Linked DNA regions of Mus musculus: region 2 is linked to region 1. A link is a contact called in public HiChIP or PLAC-seq data. All regions are on one chromosome and are shown on one strand. Each heading gives the region's core, a stretch centred on a gene start, on an enhancer-like site or on the middle of the called end of the contact. The rest is flanking DNA. Distances are from core to core; before and after follow the strand shown. Region 1 overlaps Fer1l6 (fer-1-like 6 (C. elegans)). Region 2 has its middle 23 kb from the start of Tmem65.

Region 1 (3,584 bases), core at 427-2,926:
GCCACAGATGGAGTTCAAGTCCAGTATGAACAACTTAGTGAGATACTGACTTAATTTTTTCTTAAAAAAAGAAAGAAAGAAAGGAAGAGAGAGAGAGAGAGAGAGAGAGAGAGAGAGAGAGAGAGAGATGTAGTTCACTGGTAATGAGCTTGCCTAACACATGCAAGGCTCTAGGATCAAGCCACAGTGCGGAAAAGAAAGGAGGAAGGAAGGCAAGAAGGAAGGAGGAGGGAGGAAGAAAGGGAGGGAGGGATGGAGAGGAGGAGGGAAGGAAGGAGGTAGAAGAAGAAAGGACGTGTTCTTTTGATAAGAGCACGTCATATTAAATTTAGGGACCATCCTATTTCAGTCTAGTCATTTGACTAATTACATCTGCAGTGACTCCACTTCCAAATAGGGTAGCAATCTGATGACTGAAGATTAAGATCTAAAACAGATGACTCTGGGAGGAACATTATTCAATCCATAACAGAGTTCTGGGCAAATATTTACCGGCTGTGTGATCTTGGTGAGACTGCTTAATATTTTTCATACGTTTGAAGAAGTTTATTCTATTTTTCCTCCACTACATGGATATGCCTGTGAGGATTAAGTGAATAAACTCAAGCAAAGAACACATATTTGTGCCTTACGCCATCATCAGTCAGTAAATACCAGTGTTTAAGAAACTGTGGGTCCAGCACCTCTGAGAACTTGCTATCCCCTGCAGAGCCCTCTTCAGTTGTTTGTGGCTGTGGGGCTTAATCTGACTGGATTTAGAATTGACCTTGGGGCACAGTCCGGGTCTAACCATGAGTGTGCTTCCAGAAACCCTTAACCGATATGGGGAGACCCACCCTGAGAATGTGTGGCATCATCCCTTGGCCTGGGGTCTCAGACTGAATAAGAGGGAAGGACAGGAAAAGAGGCAAGCAACCACCGGCATTCATCTGCCTCTGCCTTCTTCCTGTGGACCTGATAGACAGCCACTTTGTCCTCACTCCCTCCCCCCACCCCCACACTTCCCCACCCCTAAACTTCCCCCACACCATGGTTGATGGTAGGCTCCCTTAAACCATGAGCCAAAATGAATCCTTTCTTGAAGTTGCCTTTGCTGGGAATTTGGCACATTGGCGAGAGAAGGAACTAACACAGTGACTTTGCTTATTTCTTTCTGTCCTGTCTGTAAAATAATTCTTAAACATCTGCTCCTATGAAACTATAAGTGAAAAAAGTCAATATATATATATATATATATATATATATATATATATATATATATATATATATAACCTAAGTCATTCATCCCAAATATCAGAGACTTTCTTTTACCTTCTCCATTCAAAGAGTGCTACAGAAACTAGAAAGGTTTGTCTTAAAAATAGCAAATCGTTTCCGGAGGGCCTGTGCTAAAAATACTAGAGAGTGGTATGAAGTTACTCTCTGCTAAATATTTTGGTGTATCCTGGCACCGTACAAAATTAGAACAAAGAGCTGCTGTCAAATCAAGCTAGGGAAAAGGTACCGCTAGATCGGAGAAATGCTTTTCCACAGGTATCCAGCATGCGCGTTATCTTTATCAATGTGTTTATGGCTTTCTTTATCTGCATTTTCCTGTTGCCACTGTGACTGCCCTGGATGATCACTCAGTCTCCTTGAATTCAGTCACCACCCGGGGAGGGAGCAAGCTTCTGGAAAGCGTGATTCAGCAAGACCGGTTCTGTTTCCCTTCTTGTTCTGACTGTCAACTCCCATTTCAACTCCCTCTCACCTGCCACTTCCTTTTATTCTCTACCCCACCCCCACTCCTTTCTGAAACCGTAAGTCTGAAAAATAAAAAAGCCAAGACGATAGGAGAAGGCCCAGTCTCATGATGAGTTCCTAGTGGAGAATTCAGAAGTGGAAATAAGAAGCACAGACTGTAGATTTTCTCTACGCCAGAAATTCTTCAAAGTTGATTCTGTGGCACAGCTGTCTGCTGGGTATGCACCCCCTAAACATTCAAAGACCTGTAGGAGGTTGTGGTTGTCACGCTGGAAAGTCATAGACTTTCCCGGTGCCCACGGATCAGAAAATGACAGCTAGATCTACAGCCAAGAATCACCCACAGTTTTGAAAATCATATTTGTTATTTATTGCCCCAGAGTATCTGTGTACAATTGAATTAGTCACTCTGCCTGTTGCCCTGTCAGAATGTGCCTTGCAGAAGCATCTCAGGGCATAAAGGATGTGCTTTGACTCACAGGTGAGGTGACACAGGTCTTCATGGTGGGGTGGGTGAAGGAATGGTCACTAGCCTGGGTCTGTGGCAACAAGAGCTTTTGCTAGAGGCTTCTTGTGTGTACAGGCCAAGAATCAGAGACAACGGGCCAAAACAAGAGAGATCATCTTCAAAGACCCTTCTGCTAGACTACAGACCCAAGGTTCTATAGCCTCCCCAAACAGTGCCACTGGCTGTGTCCAGGAAGGACATTTGACTTCCAAACTCTACCAGGGACTTTAACAGACCTTCTATCTGTTAGGTTCATTTTGGGAGGAGGAGGTAGATGAGGCATAGGGAAGGCTAAGATTTGAGCATTACATCTCCTGCAGAATTTGATGTCGGCTATCAGAGCTGTTTATGTACCTCTTCATTCTTGGCTGTTTGTTTGTTTGTTTGTTTTTATCTGCTCTCCATTCTGGTCTCAAAGGGTTGAATAAATCAAACCTGGATGTGTGAGTTGATTTTTTGGTTCTCACTATAAATTCACACACACACACACACACAAACACACACACACACACACACACACACACACACACACACACACACACACACACATTCACACTTACAAACATGCCCATATACACACAAGCACACTCACAAACACACATTCACACACACATGCATAAGCACATACACACATGTACACACACACACATGCACAAACACTCATAGTTTCTTCACTAGCAGTAGAAGGAATGATGTTTTCTATTGTTTTTCATTAAAGAAAAAGGAACTTTTAAAATAAATTTTAAGGGTGGAATGTAACATAGTATATTGTGAGCCATATAATTTAAATACCTAAAACTAAGGTCTGTAGGCTTAGCACCAACAGAAAAACATGTAGAAGCTCACATTCCACCCTGGAACTACAGAGTAAAAATCCACCAGATGCTGCCTCTATGTAGGTGCACAGACACACACAGCAATTGTGAGGATCAGAGTGGGCCTCTGCTCAGAGCTGAGTGTTCCTTGGTTCTAATCCCCTCTTGCTCTGTGACGTTAGATAATGGTGCGTCTATTTACCTGAAACTCATCTTCTTTCTTTCTAAAATACACTTATTGGAAGGGTTGCAGAACTATTGTGAGACTGAACAAAAGAGCGGCCTAGTACATCATGCTGAAGATAGAGTATTCTACAAGAAGAAACACTGGTCCAAGGCCTAGACCAGCGTAAGTTCTCAATCAGGGCCTAGACTGGCGTAGGTTCTCAATGAGTACCAAGCATCTTCATTCTTGGGAATCACCATATTTATTAAACAAATGTTTGCAACATTCTTCTGGTCCCAAGCAATTTTTTTTAAAGCCTTGGAAACATCACTGTGATGCACCAGACAAAACC
Region 2 (3,207 bases), core at 246-2,745, 260 kb after region 1:
CACATGAAGAGAGGAGAGAAGGGAAGGCAGAGAGAGGGGGAGCAAGAGGGCAAGAGTAAGAGCAAGAGAATAGGAAAGTAAGAGAGGGAGGAGGGGGCAAACAGCCCCTTTTATAGTGGGCCAGGTCTACCTGGCTGTTGCCAGGTAACTGTGGGGGTGGAGTCCAGAACACCAGGAGTTTGCCTACAGGACTGATGGCCATACACTCTGCAGGAGGGTGTGGGGGACTATGGGAGGCTGTAGCTACAACAGGAGCCAGGGGCCCAGGGGGCATTGCTGAATATCTGCCATTCCTCACAGGTGGGAATCACCACCTATGGGGTCACCAGGGTTCAAGGCCTGTGCTCAACCTGGGACCAGGCTGTCTGTGCACAGCTCCCTACCTGACACCTCCTAGAATCTCTCTTGCTTCTCTGAGTACCCCCTTGGTGCCTTCACAGGGTAAAAGCATATTCTGTTGTCTCCCACCATCAAGACAAGACAAACCTCCAAATCCAAAACAGCCATGCCTCGGTTTCCTGCTTTATGTCAGAACAGTCTGTCTAACCAGCATTTCCACTTCTTTGTCTTCCGTGTATTCTCTAACTCACTGAGTAGGACTTTAATTCCAGCCACTCCACCCAGCTGCTTTTATCAGACTACAGTGAGGTCTCCGTGGCTGTGATGGTTAATCTTCTGTGTCAACTTAACTAGGCTGAGTTATATCACTTGCTTTTCTGTTTCTCCAGTTTTCAGACAGCATGTTATTAAATCTCTTGGCCTCCACAATGGCATTACCGGTCCCCATCACACATCCCTTCTTAAATACTTAAGATGATTTTATGAGTAGCACTGTGATTTGAATTTAGCAGGACCAGGGTGTGTTTGAGCCTGCAGCGTCATCCATGGCAGACCAGTTCTCTACCATTGAGCTACATAGACCCTGCCCTTGTCCTTAAATATTCACGCATGTCCCGTTGATTTTGTCTCTCTGGAGAGTCCTGACTAATCTAGTTCTATTTGGTTTTTTTTTGGGGGGGGTGGGGGTTCGAGGCAGAGTTTCTCTGTGTAGCCCTGGCTGTCCTGGCACTCACTTTGTAGACCAGGCTGGCCTCGAACTCAGAAATCTGCCTGCCTCTGCCTCCCAAGTGCTGGTATTAAAGGCGTGCGCCACCACTGCCTGGTGCTAATCTAGTTCTAAAACCCAATGTTTGTTTATATTTTATGATTTTTCTTCACTCTCAAAGGAGGGTGAACCAATGAACTACTCCCTAGTTCTTAAAACAAATAAAACCTTTTTCTTCTGTGAAGGCATTCTCCTGAGTTTCTTCTTATCTATCATTTCTTTTTCTAAGTCCTTTATAACCATCCCCCCTCACCCCCTATCTGTTCCCAGTGCATGTTTCACTTGACCCTCTCTTTCACCTCAAGTGACTTCTTAGCTGTAACTGTTCCTACATGCCAGTGCCGCTCACATTCACAGCCAGACTATCTGGCAAAGATTTGTGTCTCTAGCAGCTTGGTTCACTTCTAAACTTGGATACCCCAGTAGGCATTTTAAGTACAACATGGGCTAAGGATCCCAGAGTCGACACTCTTTATCATCTACCTACCTACCTAAGTAAGCAATATGTCTTGGGGGGGGGGGGTTATTGCTATACAAAAAGAACCATGATGTACAAAGAAAACATTCAATTAGACTAAGAGTTATAGTCTATGAGAGTAGTCTGTCTTAGGGTTTTACTGCTGTGAATACTTACTCTGCAGCACACACACACACATGCACGCACACACACTCGCCATTCTTACAGACTCACATCTTTGTTTCATTTCTCCCCATTGTATTTATCACAATCAAATGTTACCCTGTGCAACTATGTGATAATGTATTTGAGAGACAGATACTAGAGTGCATGACTACCTGATAGTGGGAAACTCTGTCCACCTGATACCTCATTACATCCCAGGACCTAGCTATACCTAGCACCGAAGCAGATTTTCAATAAATAAACAAAAACTTCTGACAGTTTCAGAAGTTCTCTATGCATCTAAGAGGGCGCATACTTCCCTCTGTCAGCCTTGTAAGCGTGGGCTATTTCTGGCACGAGTGGGTCATCAGGGTTGGGGTCGCAGAGCAGAGAGCAGATAGACAGGAGAAAGTCTACGTTGGTCTGCAGATGAAAAAAAAAGTTTCCTATTTGCTTTCCAACTTTTAGGTAAAAATGCAAGTAAAGTTGATGCCATCTTCTTGTACCCATTTGACAGTTCAGAGCTTCACAGAGCAACTGACGGCGGAGGATTGCTAGGACACAGGAACTGTGCTTCGCAATGCCCTCATCGCCTTACAGCGTGGAGGATGAGGGCGCCACAGGACTGGGCAGGGCTATGTGATCTGGGGAAGCCGTCTGTTCTTCTGCAGCTTCTGTGTCCTCTAGTCAGCAAGGGGGACCGGGAGACCAGCATGTTCAGTCCATGCCAGTGTCTCTACCTTTAGACACAGTCAGTGCTGGGGACCACTGTGACCTCAGGGTGTCCAGGTAAATGCTGCCATTGCTGTTGATATTAGGGTGATAGATTCTGGTAGTGAAAGCAACCTCTGGGGGCTTGAAAGGATAATCTGTAGGGAAGTGGATGGTCAGGAAAAAAACACCTCCTTGGCAAGGACTGTCATTCGGGCCCAGGATGGTGGCCTGCCAGTGGAACAAGTCATCACCCACAGGTCCTGCGGAACACTGAGCAGGAAGATCCCTCTGTAAGTCAGTCGGTTCCTTCTGGATCCGTTTTAGAGCCATGCTCCCGCTGCTCATGCCCCACCGGCCCTGCGAGGCAGCCTAAGGCAGCTACCTGGGCCGCAGCGCTCAGGAGCATGTAGTCTTATATTTATTTACATCCTAGTACACCGTTACTGCCATTCACTATAACTGGTCTTCTGAGTCAGTCTCCATATTTTTATGGATTTGATATTCTTCATCTCTTCAAATTACTAACTGCATAATCTAGAGGGACTTATTTTTCCATCTACAAAATGGGAATTTAGAAATCTACACCACAGGGGTGTCCTAAGAATTCTGAGACATTGTTTATCGATGAACACAGAGCAACCTCTTCTTTTTTAATATAATTTATTTTTATTTTATGTTCATTCGCGTTTTGCCTGCATGTCTGTCTCTGTGAGGGTATCGGAAGCCCTGGCAGTGGAGTTACAGACAGTTGTAAGCTGCCATGCGG

What was found. HiChIP or PLAC-seq counts read pairs in DNA pulled down with a chosen protein or histone mark.
Region 2: a contact with region 1 is called in an H3K27ac HiChIP or PLAC-seq map of heart atrium, with 19 times the contacts expected there. The contact joins two enhancer-like sites. A contact is called at or near these places in 9 of 39 promoter capture datasets (the C10 cell line, the HPC-7 cell line, cranial neural crest and 5 more), 2 of 15 datasets of contacts at CTCF or cohesin (CD8 T cells and the NIH/3T3 cell line), 9 of 484 Hi-C or Micro-C datasets (B cells, bone marrow-derived macrophages, double positive thymocytes and 5 more) and 4 of 115 datasets of contacts at active chromatin or transcription factors (cardiomyocytes, embryonic basal ganglia, fibro-adipogenic progenitors and 1 more).

What each region holds. Positions count from the first base shown.
Region 1 is chr15:58,583,950-58,587,533 of GRCm38.p6, forward strand. The region is part of intron 18 of Fer1l6 (fer-1-like 6 (C. elegans)); the gene reads left to right. Among named protein-coding and RNA genes, the nearest start is that of Gm36451, 11 kb to the right of the region's middle. Within about 2 kb of position 1,677, at least 30 of the 459 cell types and tissues checked have an H3K27ac peak or open chromatin away from gene starts, as enhancers often do. A contact at or near this core is called in heart atrium, where this site is marked.
Region 2 is chr15:58,844,551-58,847,757 of GRCm38.p6, forward strand. No RefSeq gene overlaps it. Among named protein-coding and RNA genes, the nearest start is that of Tmem65, 23 kb to the left of the region's middle. Within about 2 kb of position 1,496, at least 5 of the 459 cell types and tissues checked have an H3K27ac peak or open chromatin away from gene starts, as enhancers often do. A contact at or near this core is called in heart atrium, where this site is marked.